Regions from separate parts of the Ovis aries genome. Here region 1 is linked to region 2. The links are chromatin contacts, called in public Hi-C maps. All regions are on one chromosome and are shown on one strand. Each heading gives the region's core, a stretch centred on a gene start, on an enhancer-like site or on the middle of the called end of the contact. The rest is flanking DNA. Distances are from core to core; before and after follow the strand shown.

The links. A called contact is a pair of places that touch in the nucleus more often than the background predicts.
Region 1: a contact with region 2 is called in a Hi-C map of liver, with 4 times the contacts expected there. The contact joins two enhancer-like sites. A contact is called at or near these places in 11 of 16 Hi-C or Micro-C datasets (blood, hypothalamus, liver and 6 more).

What each region holds. Positions count from the first base shown.
Region 1 is chr1:178,485,860-178,490,339 of ARS-UI_Ramb_v3.0, forward strand. LOC101114747 (cell surface glycoprotein CD200 receptor 1) reads right to left here. Exons shown (of 5, transcript XM_042231364.2): 5 at 1,685-4,480. Among named protein-coding and RNA genes, the nearest start is that of TRNAY-GUA, 6.8 kb to the left of the region's middle. Within about 2 kb of position 2,647, at least 17 of the 54 cell types and tissues checked have an H3K27ac peak or open chromatin away from gene starts, as enhancers often do.
Region 2 is chr1:178,354,447-178,358,797 of ARS-UI_Ramb_v3.0, forward strand. No RefSeq gene overlaps it. Among named protein-coding and RNA genes, the nearest start is that of CCDC80, 13 kb to the left of the region's middle. Within about 2 kb of position 1,550, at least 15 of the 54 cell types and tissues checked have an H3K27ac peak or open chromatin away from gene starts, as enhancers often do.

The sequences.
Region 1 (4,480 bases), core at 1,397-3,896, 130 kb after region 2:
TGCATCAGATGGCCAAAGTATTGGAGTTTCAACTTCAACAACAATGAACACCCAGGACTGATCTCCTTTAGGATGGACTGGTTGGATCTCCTTGCAGGCCAAGGGACTGTCAAGAGTCTTCTCCAACACCACAGTTCAAAAGTATCAATTCTTCGATGCTCAGCCTTCTTCACAGTCCAACTCTCACATCCATACATGACTACTGGAAAAACCATACCTTGATTAGACAGACCTTTGTTGGCAAAGTAATGTCTCTGCTTTTTAATATGCTATCTAGATTGGTCATAACTTTCCTTCCAGGGAGCAAGAAGTCTTTTAATTTCATGGCTGCAGTCACCATCTGCAGTGATTTTGGAGCCCCCCAAAATAAAGTCTGACACTCTTTCCACCGTTGCCCCATGTATTTCCCATGAAGTGATGGGACCAGATGCCATGATCTTAGTCTTCTGAATGTTGAGCTTTAAGCCAACTTTTTCACTCTCCTCTTTCACTTTCATCAAGAGGCTCTTTAGTTCTTCTTCACTTTCTGCCATAAGGGTGGTATCATCTGCATATCTGAGGTTATTGATATTTCTCCTGGCAATCTTGATTCCAGCTTGTGCTTCCTCCAGCCCAGCGTCTCTCATGATGTACTCTGCATGTAAGTTAAATAAGCAGGGTGACAATATACAGCCTTGACGTACTCCTTTTCCTATTTGGAACCAGTCTGTTGTCCATGTCCAGTTCTAACTGTTGCTTCCTGACCTGCATACAGGATTCTCAAGAGGCAGGTCAGGTGGTCTGGTATTCCTATCTCTTGAAGAATTTTCCACAGTTTATTGTGATCCACAAAGTCAAAGGCTTTGGCATAGTCAATAAAACAGAAATAGACCTTTTTTTTTTTAATTCTCTTGCTTTTTCAATGATCCAGCAGATGTTGGCAATTTGATCTCTGGTTCCTCTGACTTTTCTAATACCAGCTTGAACATCTGGAAGTTCACGGTTCATGTATTGCTGAAGCCTGGCTTGGACAATTTCGAGCATTACTTTACTAGCGTGTAAGATGAGTGCAATTGTGTGGTAGTTTGAGCATTCTTTGGCATTGCCTTTCTTTGGGATTGAAATGAAAACTGACCTTTTCCAGTCCTGTGGCCACTGCTGAGTTTTCCAAATTTGCTTGAATATTGAGTGCAGCACTTTCACAGCATCGTCTTTCAGGATTTGAAATAGCTCAACTGGAATTCCATCACCTCTGCTAGCTTTGTTCATAGTGGTGCTTCCTAAGTCCCACTTGACTTCACATTCCAGGATGTCCGGCTCTAGGTGAGTGATCACACCATTGTGATTATCTGGGTCATGAAGACCTTTTTTGTAAGTTCTTCTGTGCATTCCTGCCACTTCTTCTTAATATCTTGGGCTTCTGTTAGGTCCATACCATTTTGGTCCTTTATTGAGCCATTTTTGCATGAAATGTTCCCTTGGTATCTTTAATTTTCTTGAAGAGATCTCTAGCCTTTCCCATTCTGTTGTTTTCCTCTATTTCTTTGCATTGATCACTGAGGAAGGCTTTCTTATCTCTCCATGCTTTTCTTTGGAACTCTGCATTCAAATGGGTATATCTTTCCTTTTCTCCTTTGCCTTTCGCCTCTGTTCTTTTCACAGCTATTTGTAAGGCCTCCTCAGACAGCCATTTTGCTTTTTTGCATTTCTTTTTCTTGGGGATGGTCTTGCTCCCTGTCTCCTGTACAATGTCATGAACTTCCATCTATAGTTCATCAGGCACTCTGTCTATCAGATCTAGCCCCTTAAACCTATTTCTCACTTCCACTGTAGAGTCATAAGGGATTTGATTTAGGTCATATAAGATAGTTAGTGGCCTTATTACCTGTCAGAGCCCTAGTTTCTGTTTCATGCAGCAGCTGAGAGCCTCCTAATGTGTCCAGTGATTTTCCTTAACTACAAGCCACACCTTCAGTCAGAACTGAGTATTCCTTCCTTTGATTGCTGTAGCGCTGTGTATATACCTGTATTAGTACATCAATTCTGGGTTTTAATGATCCACTCCTATGTCTGTCTTCTTTACTGTGAAATCTTCAAGGATCTTATTTTACTTAATATTTGATTCACATTTTACTTATTTATTTTTAGAATTTAGTGTTATGGCTGACACATATCAAGTAATTAATGAATATTTGATGAATGGAGGAACAAATTTACTCAGAATATGGCAAGTGAGTGCACATAGGCAGCCTTGGATGTAATCAATTTAAATAACGCCTTGAGATCCTAGCCCTTTACACCCTGCTTCTAGAACTGACTACTTTTTCTATCACCTGTTCATCCAGCCATCCAATCCACAGAAATGCCAGGCACCATGCCAACCTCTAGGAGTTCAGAGAGATACACTGTCCTGTACTGGCATAGATTCCATTCTGCCCTCCACAATGTCAATTGGGAGCCCTCTGCCCCTTTGATACCATTTCAGATATAAATGCTGTCTGGGGATATGTGGGAAGATGGCAATGGATAGAAATAGTGCTCTCAGTGTAAACATATAGGCTAGCACTGACAAGAAAATGCTCAGTGATCTGTTCAGGAAGACAGGTGAACACATATCAAAGAGAGAACAGCAGAGGGTGCTGCTTCCCATCTGAGCACTGTGGGACATCTGTGGACTCTTGCTGGGCACACTGGGACATCTGTGGGACTCTTCCTGGGCACACGCCGTGGGACATCTATGGGACTCTCCCTCGGCGAATGCTGTGGGACATCTGTGGACTCTCCCTGGGCGCATGCTGTGGGACATCTGTGGGACTCCCACTGGGCACACACTGTGGGACTCTCCCTGGGCACATGCCATGGGACATCTGTGGGACTCTCCCTGGGCGCACGCTGTGGGACATCTGTGGGACTCCCACTGGACACACACTGTGGGACTCTCCCTGGGCGCATGCCGTGGGACATCTGTGGGACTCTCACTGGGCACATGCTGTGGGACATCTGTGGACTCTCCCTGGGCACACACGGTGGGACATCTGTGGGACTCTTACTGGGCACATGCTGTGGGACATCTGTGGACTCTCCTTGGGCTCACAGTGTGGGACATCTGTGGGAGTCTCCCTGGGCACACACTGGGACTCCCACTGGGCACATGCCGTGGGACATCTGTGGGACTCTCACTGGGCACACATGGTGGGACATCTGTGGGACTCTCACTGAGCACACACCATGGGACATCTGTGGAATCTCACTGAGCACAATTGCTGAGTTGCCTTTCTGGCCTTTTATGGCTATTTAGTAATGGAGAAAGTCTGCAGTTTCCTAAGAAGAAAACACTCTCTACAAATCTAAGGATTTCTGAATATTTCTAATTGATTCCCTGTTTCTTTCTTCTCATTCAGAAAATTACAAGCTATAAGCCACTGGGAAGAAGGCAGGAAAATGTCACACTCTACATCTAGCCGGAACCTTCAAAGATTATAGAGTTCTTCTCCTTATTATTAGGACATAATATATCTTAAGTGTTCAGAGTTCAAGTAATAACTATTGGTAGACTGTGAACTTCTAATCATCTTTGCAGTTCCCAGTAGTGCCTAAGAGTTCCAATCTTCTGGAAAAATCTTTTCCTTTAATGTGCAAATAAAATAACTCAAGCTGTAGCCAGTGTAGTTTGAGGAAGTACAATACCCTCCCCTGCGTTTTGAAAATGCCTAATCAGGCATTGCCTTCCTCTGTGGCTTCTTGTCATCTCTCTCCCACCTAATTTGTAGTCATCCTTGGTCTTATCACAAGGCCTGCCAGCTGCTGCCCTCTTTGTTCTGTTTCCCCCAGAATGTGGGCAGAGTTCCCTCTTCCTTCATTTCTAAAGCACCAATAATCATGAAGTCTATAATAGATTTTAACTAAATATTAACAGAGAAGCATCTTTAATTCTAAAATTCTTTAGCTATCCCTTCAGAAAGAATTTATGACCAGCCAATTCTCTTTTTTGTAAGTAAAGTATTTGTTGCTCAGTCGTGTCTGACTCTTTGTGACCCCAGGGACTGTAGACTGCCAGGCTCCTCTGTCCATAGAATTCTCCATTCAAGGATACTGGAGTGGGTTGTTGTTCTCTCCTCCTGGGGATCTTTCCAACCCAGGTATTGAACCCGGGTCTTCTGCATGGCAAGCAGATTCTTTACCATCGAGCCACTAGGGAAGCCCCTTTTGTAGCTAAGGCCTATTCTATTTCTTCTCTTACCTGATTCCTCACGAGATTCATAAATTCCTATTTCTGGATCCCAGAAAAAAAACACTTTCAAATTATGCTGATCATTTTAGTTCCCTTTGTTTTCATAATTCCAATGCAAGCTACAGCCTGAGCCCTACTTTCCCTGTCTGAACTATTGGTGTATTTCCCTAAACAGGGAAATTTTCCTCTCATGTCTCTTTTTTTTTGCATACAGATTGTGAAAAAGACTAAAGTAAGACTTAAAAGAGCAATTTTTAAAATCTCTATATC
Region 2 (4,351 bases), core at 300-2,799:
ATAAAAAACAAGTGAAAGGACTTCCCTGGCATTGCAGTGGGTAAGAATCCACGTGCCAGTGCAGAGGCACTGGTTTGATGTCTGGTGCAGGAAGATTCCACATGCCGCAGGGCAAATAAGCCCATGCGCTATGACTACTGAAGCCCGCAAGCTCTAGGGCCTATGAGCCACAATCACTGAACTCCTGGGCTGCAATTACTGAAGCTCTCAAGTCTAGAACCTGTGCTCCACGAGAGAAGCCTCGGCAATGAGAAGCCCATGTACTGCAATGAAGAGTAGCTCACCACAACGAGAGAAAGCCCTAGCATAGCGACGAAGACCCAGCGCAACCAAAAATAAATAAATAAATAAATAAATTGAAAAACAAATGAAGATCAGCCTTGAAAACTTTCTGAGCAGACAAAATCAGTCTAGCCACACAAAGTTCAATCCAACCCACTTTGTGAGATCCAACATGACCTGACTCCTCTCTCATTTGTGCTTTTGACAAAACTTCCTAAGGTTATGAGACAACCTCTGACCAACCCCCATCATATCAGAAAATTCTGACACCATCAGTTTTCTGTAAATCAGGCATTTATTGTAATTAGACTCTTAGTCCTTATGTTTTGTCTTCCTTGAGGGCATCTGTGAGATTTTCTTTATATTTTCCAGTACTAGTTTAGATTAAATTCTTCTACAGGTATTACCTAGGGTTCTTAAAGTAAATATATCTCTACTCCAGAGTTCCATCTTAACAGTAAATTATTAAGATAGACTGTTTTGGCCAGTCAAAATTTCTAGTTTACTGGAAGCCAATTTGGTTCCTCCCTAGTCACAGAGAAATGCCCCGGAGAGAGTTAGGAAGGTCAGAAATCCTGGCACAGAGGTGGATGTTTAGGTCTTCTCCTAATTGAGCTAGGAAGGCTTTGGAGGAAGATTCAGATAAGATAGAGCTTCAAATGTAGGCAAGAGCCCAAAGATCAATCCAAACAGCATTTCTTGACCTTTCTGGTATTTCCCTTTCTCTTTACAGAACTCATGATCTCACATGATGACCACAAATACATTGGCATTTGGGCCAAGGCAGCACAGTGCAACTTTGGAAGAAAGACCCTAAGGTAGCATTCTCCTTGATGGCAATTTTTCACTTATTTGCTCATCACTGCAAGAAAGGACTTAACCTCTGGCTGCCTCCCTTTACAGTATTACATAATCCATTCTTCACTGAGGGCCCAACCCTAGTTGCTGGTTGCTTAATCGGATGAAGAGAATTTTAAATACTGGACTTTAAATTTTTAAAAGGCTTATCTGTGTGGCTTAGTGTCATTTCCCTCTATGTTGGTAAATTAATTCCAAATGTGTTTATTTAACATGATGACTTTTACATGAAGTAATAGGATAAAGTCTTCAGCCACCTATCTTGCTCCTACTTAGTTCTCCTTGTTTTAGGAATAGGAAACCCAGTCCCCTGTTTCCCCTGGCTCTAAACAAACCCAGAGCAATCCCTGAAAGCTCCTCTGTGGGACATACCAAGACAGTGTCTCACACTCTGTGGAGTTCATCATGGAAACAAGACGTAGATTAGAAATATGTAGACCCTTCTCTGTGTCTGTCTTCCAGACACCCTGTGAGGGCTAGCAAAAGTGTTCTTATTCTCCAAATATTCACTGGCAATGAATTTGTGTAATAAAATTATGTTTGGGGTTTGTAGTTGGTTCTTTTAAATGAACATCTGTTATTCTCTTTCAGTTGAAAGTTTCTGAACACTGGGCGGGGCAACTTGGCTTCCTCCACCACCTCTGCAGAGTGACAAATGGAACCTGTCGGCTGTCAGCTGTTTGTTGATTGGCTGACCAGTCATCATTGTCTCCCACAGCTGTTTCGCCTCTGAGAGGTTGGAGTGTGGGGAGGAAGGAAGTCAGGGTCAGCTTGTTCTGTGCCTGTAGCCCATGGGAGTTCCAGGAGTAGGAATATTTCATTAAACTGCTCTGATCAGCCATTATTGGATGATGTGTGGGTAAAGCAGGCAGAGGATTTGTACTTTTTGGAATGGTGGGTCATAGCAGTTTTGTTTTCAGAGCAATTGTTTTTACCTCTTGGTGTCTCTCTTCCCTTTGTCTATGGTACAGATTTTAGATAATGTGACCTGTGCAAGGCAAATGAGAGATGTAATTACCGAGTGCTTTATTTTCACCAAACACATATGTGTTTTGGATCTACCTCATGAGTTCCATAGTATTCAGAAAAGGAAGCTTATTTTCTTTATGCTTCAGTACCAGCAAATATTGGGTTGGCTCAAAAGTTCATTCGGGTTTTTCCATTATATCTTATGGAAACCTGAATGAATTTATTGGCCATTGGCCAACCCTGTTCAAAAATACTTCAAGTTCCCCAGACCACTCCAACTGTGTTAGCTTCAGGACTCTGGCTTTCAAGAGGACCAACATCAGTTCAGTTCAGACCAGTTCAGTCCCTCAGTCATGTCCAACTCTTTGTGACCCCATGAATTGCAGCACGCCAGGCCTCCCTGTCCATCACTAACTCCCAGAGTTCACTCAGACTCACGTCCATCGAGTCTGTGATGCCATCCAGCCATCTCATCCTCTGTCATTCCCTTCTCCTCCTGCCCTCAATCCTTCCCAGCATCAGAGTCTTTTCCAATGAGTCAACTCTTCTCATGAGGTGGCCAAAGTACTGGAGTTTCAGGTTTAGCATCATTCCTTCCAAAGAAATCCCAGGGCTGATCTTCAGAATGGACTGGTTGGCTCTCCTTGCAGTCCAAGGGACTCTCAAGAGTCTTCTCCAACACCACAGTTCAAAAGCATCAATTCTTCGGCGCTCAGCCTTCTTCACAGTCCAACTCTCAATCCATACATGACCACTGGAAAAAACATAGCCTTGACTAGATGGACCTCAGTTGGCAAAGTAATGTCTCTGCTTTTGAATATGCTATCTAGGTTGGTCATAACTTTTCTTCCAAGGAGTAAGCATCTTTTAATTTCATGGCTGCAGTCACCATCTGCAGTGATTTAGGAGCCCAAAAAATAAGACCTCAAAAGCTGTTTCCCCAAAGCCTTAAGTAAAATCATAGCAGCAGTGGTTAACATCCATTTGATACACTGTTGGTGTTTCTCTTCCCTATGTCTATAGTACAGATTTTAGGTAATGTGGCCTGTGCTAAGTCAAATGAGAGATGTTATTAGAAAGAGTGTTTTATTTGTATACATTTGATATACTGTTGTAGGATGATTACTCTTCCAACTCACAGCTCCAGTCATTTTACTGTCTTACTCAAACTCCGTTAATGGCTTGCAGCTGTCAACAATACAAGTCATATTCTTTCACCTTGCATTTAGAGTCTGCTAGGATCTGATCTCAGAGAAGGCAATGGCACCCCACTCCAGTACTTTTGCCTGGAAAATCCCATGGACAGAGGAGCCTGGTAGGCTGCAGTTCATGGAGTCACTAGAGTCGGGCACGACTGTGTGACTTCACTTTCACTTTTCACTTTCATGCATTGGAGAAGGAAATGGCAACCCACTCCAGTGTTCTTGCCTGGAGAATCCCAGGGTCGGGGGAGCCTGGCGGGCTGCCATCTCTGGGGTCGCACAGAGTCGGACACGACTGAAGCAACTTAGCAGCAGCAGGATCTGATCTGGGAGAAGGCAATGACACCCCACTCCAGTACTCTTGCCTGGGAAATCCCATGGATGGAGGAGCCTGGTGGGCTACAGTCCATGGGGTCAGTAAGAGTTGGGCACGACTGAGCAACTTCACTTTCACTTTTCACTTTCATGCATTGGAGAAGGAAATGGCAACCCACTCCAGTGTTCTTGCCTGGAGAATCCCAGGGACGGGGAAGCCTGGCGGGCTGCCATCTACAGGGTCTCACAGAGTCGGATGCGACTGAAGCGACTTAGCTTAGCTTAGCTTATACTGTTCCCTGTAGCGCCTTCTTCAATCTGTCAAAATGAGCTACATACTGTTTCTTCATTGCCCCTTGATGATCTCCTTCTATACTTTGCTTATTCTTTTGGCTGATCTCCTCAAGTCCGTGCGGCCCCTGTCAAATCCAAATACACCTGCTGCACAGTCTTCCCAGCTGAGTCCACTTCTGCCTCTTCCAAATATCCAGTGACTCACCCTTCCCTCTCTCAAAGCACCTTGAGTACTTTATGTCTGGACAGCTGGCTCACAGTGCCCAGTTGTCCTACCTCCTTCCATAGGAGCAGGAAGAGCCTGCATCCAGCTATTTTTTCTACTTTCCCTACTGCTGCTGCTGCTAAGTCGCTTCAGCCGTGTCCGACTCTGTGCGACCCCATAGACGGCAGCCCACCAGGCTCCCCCGTCCCTGGGATTCTCCAGGCAA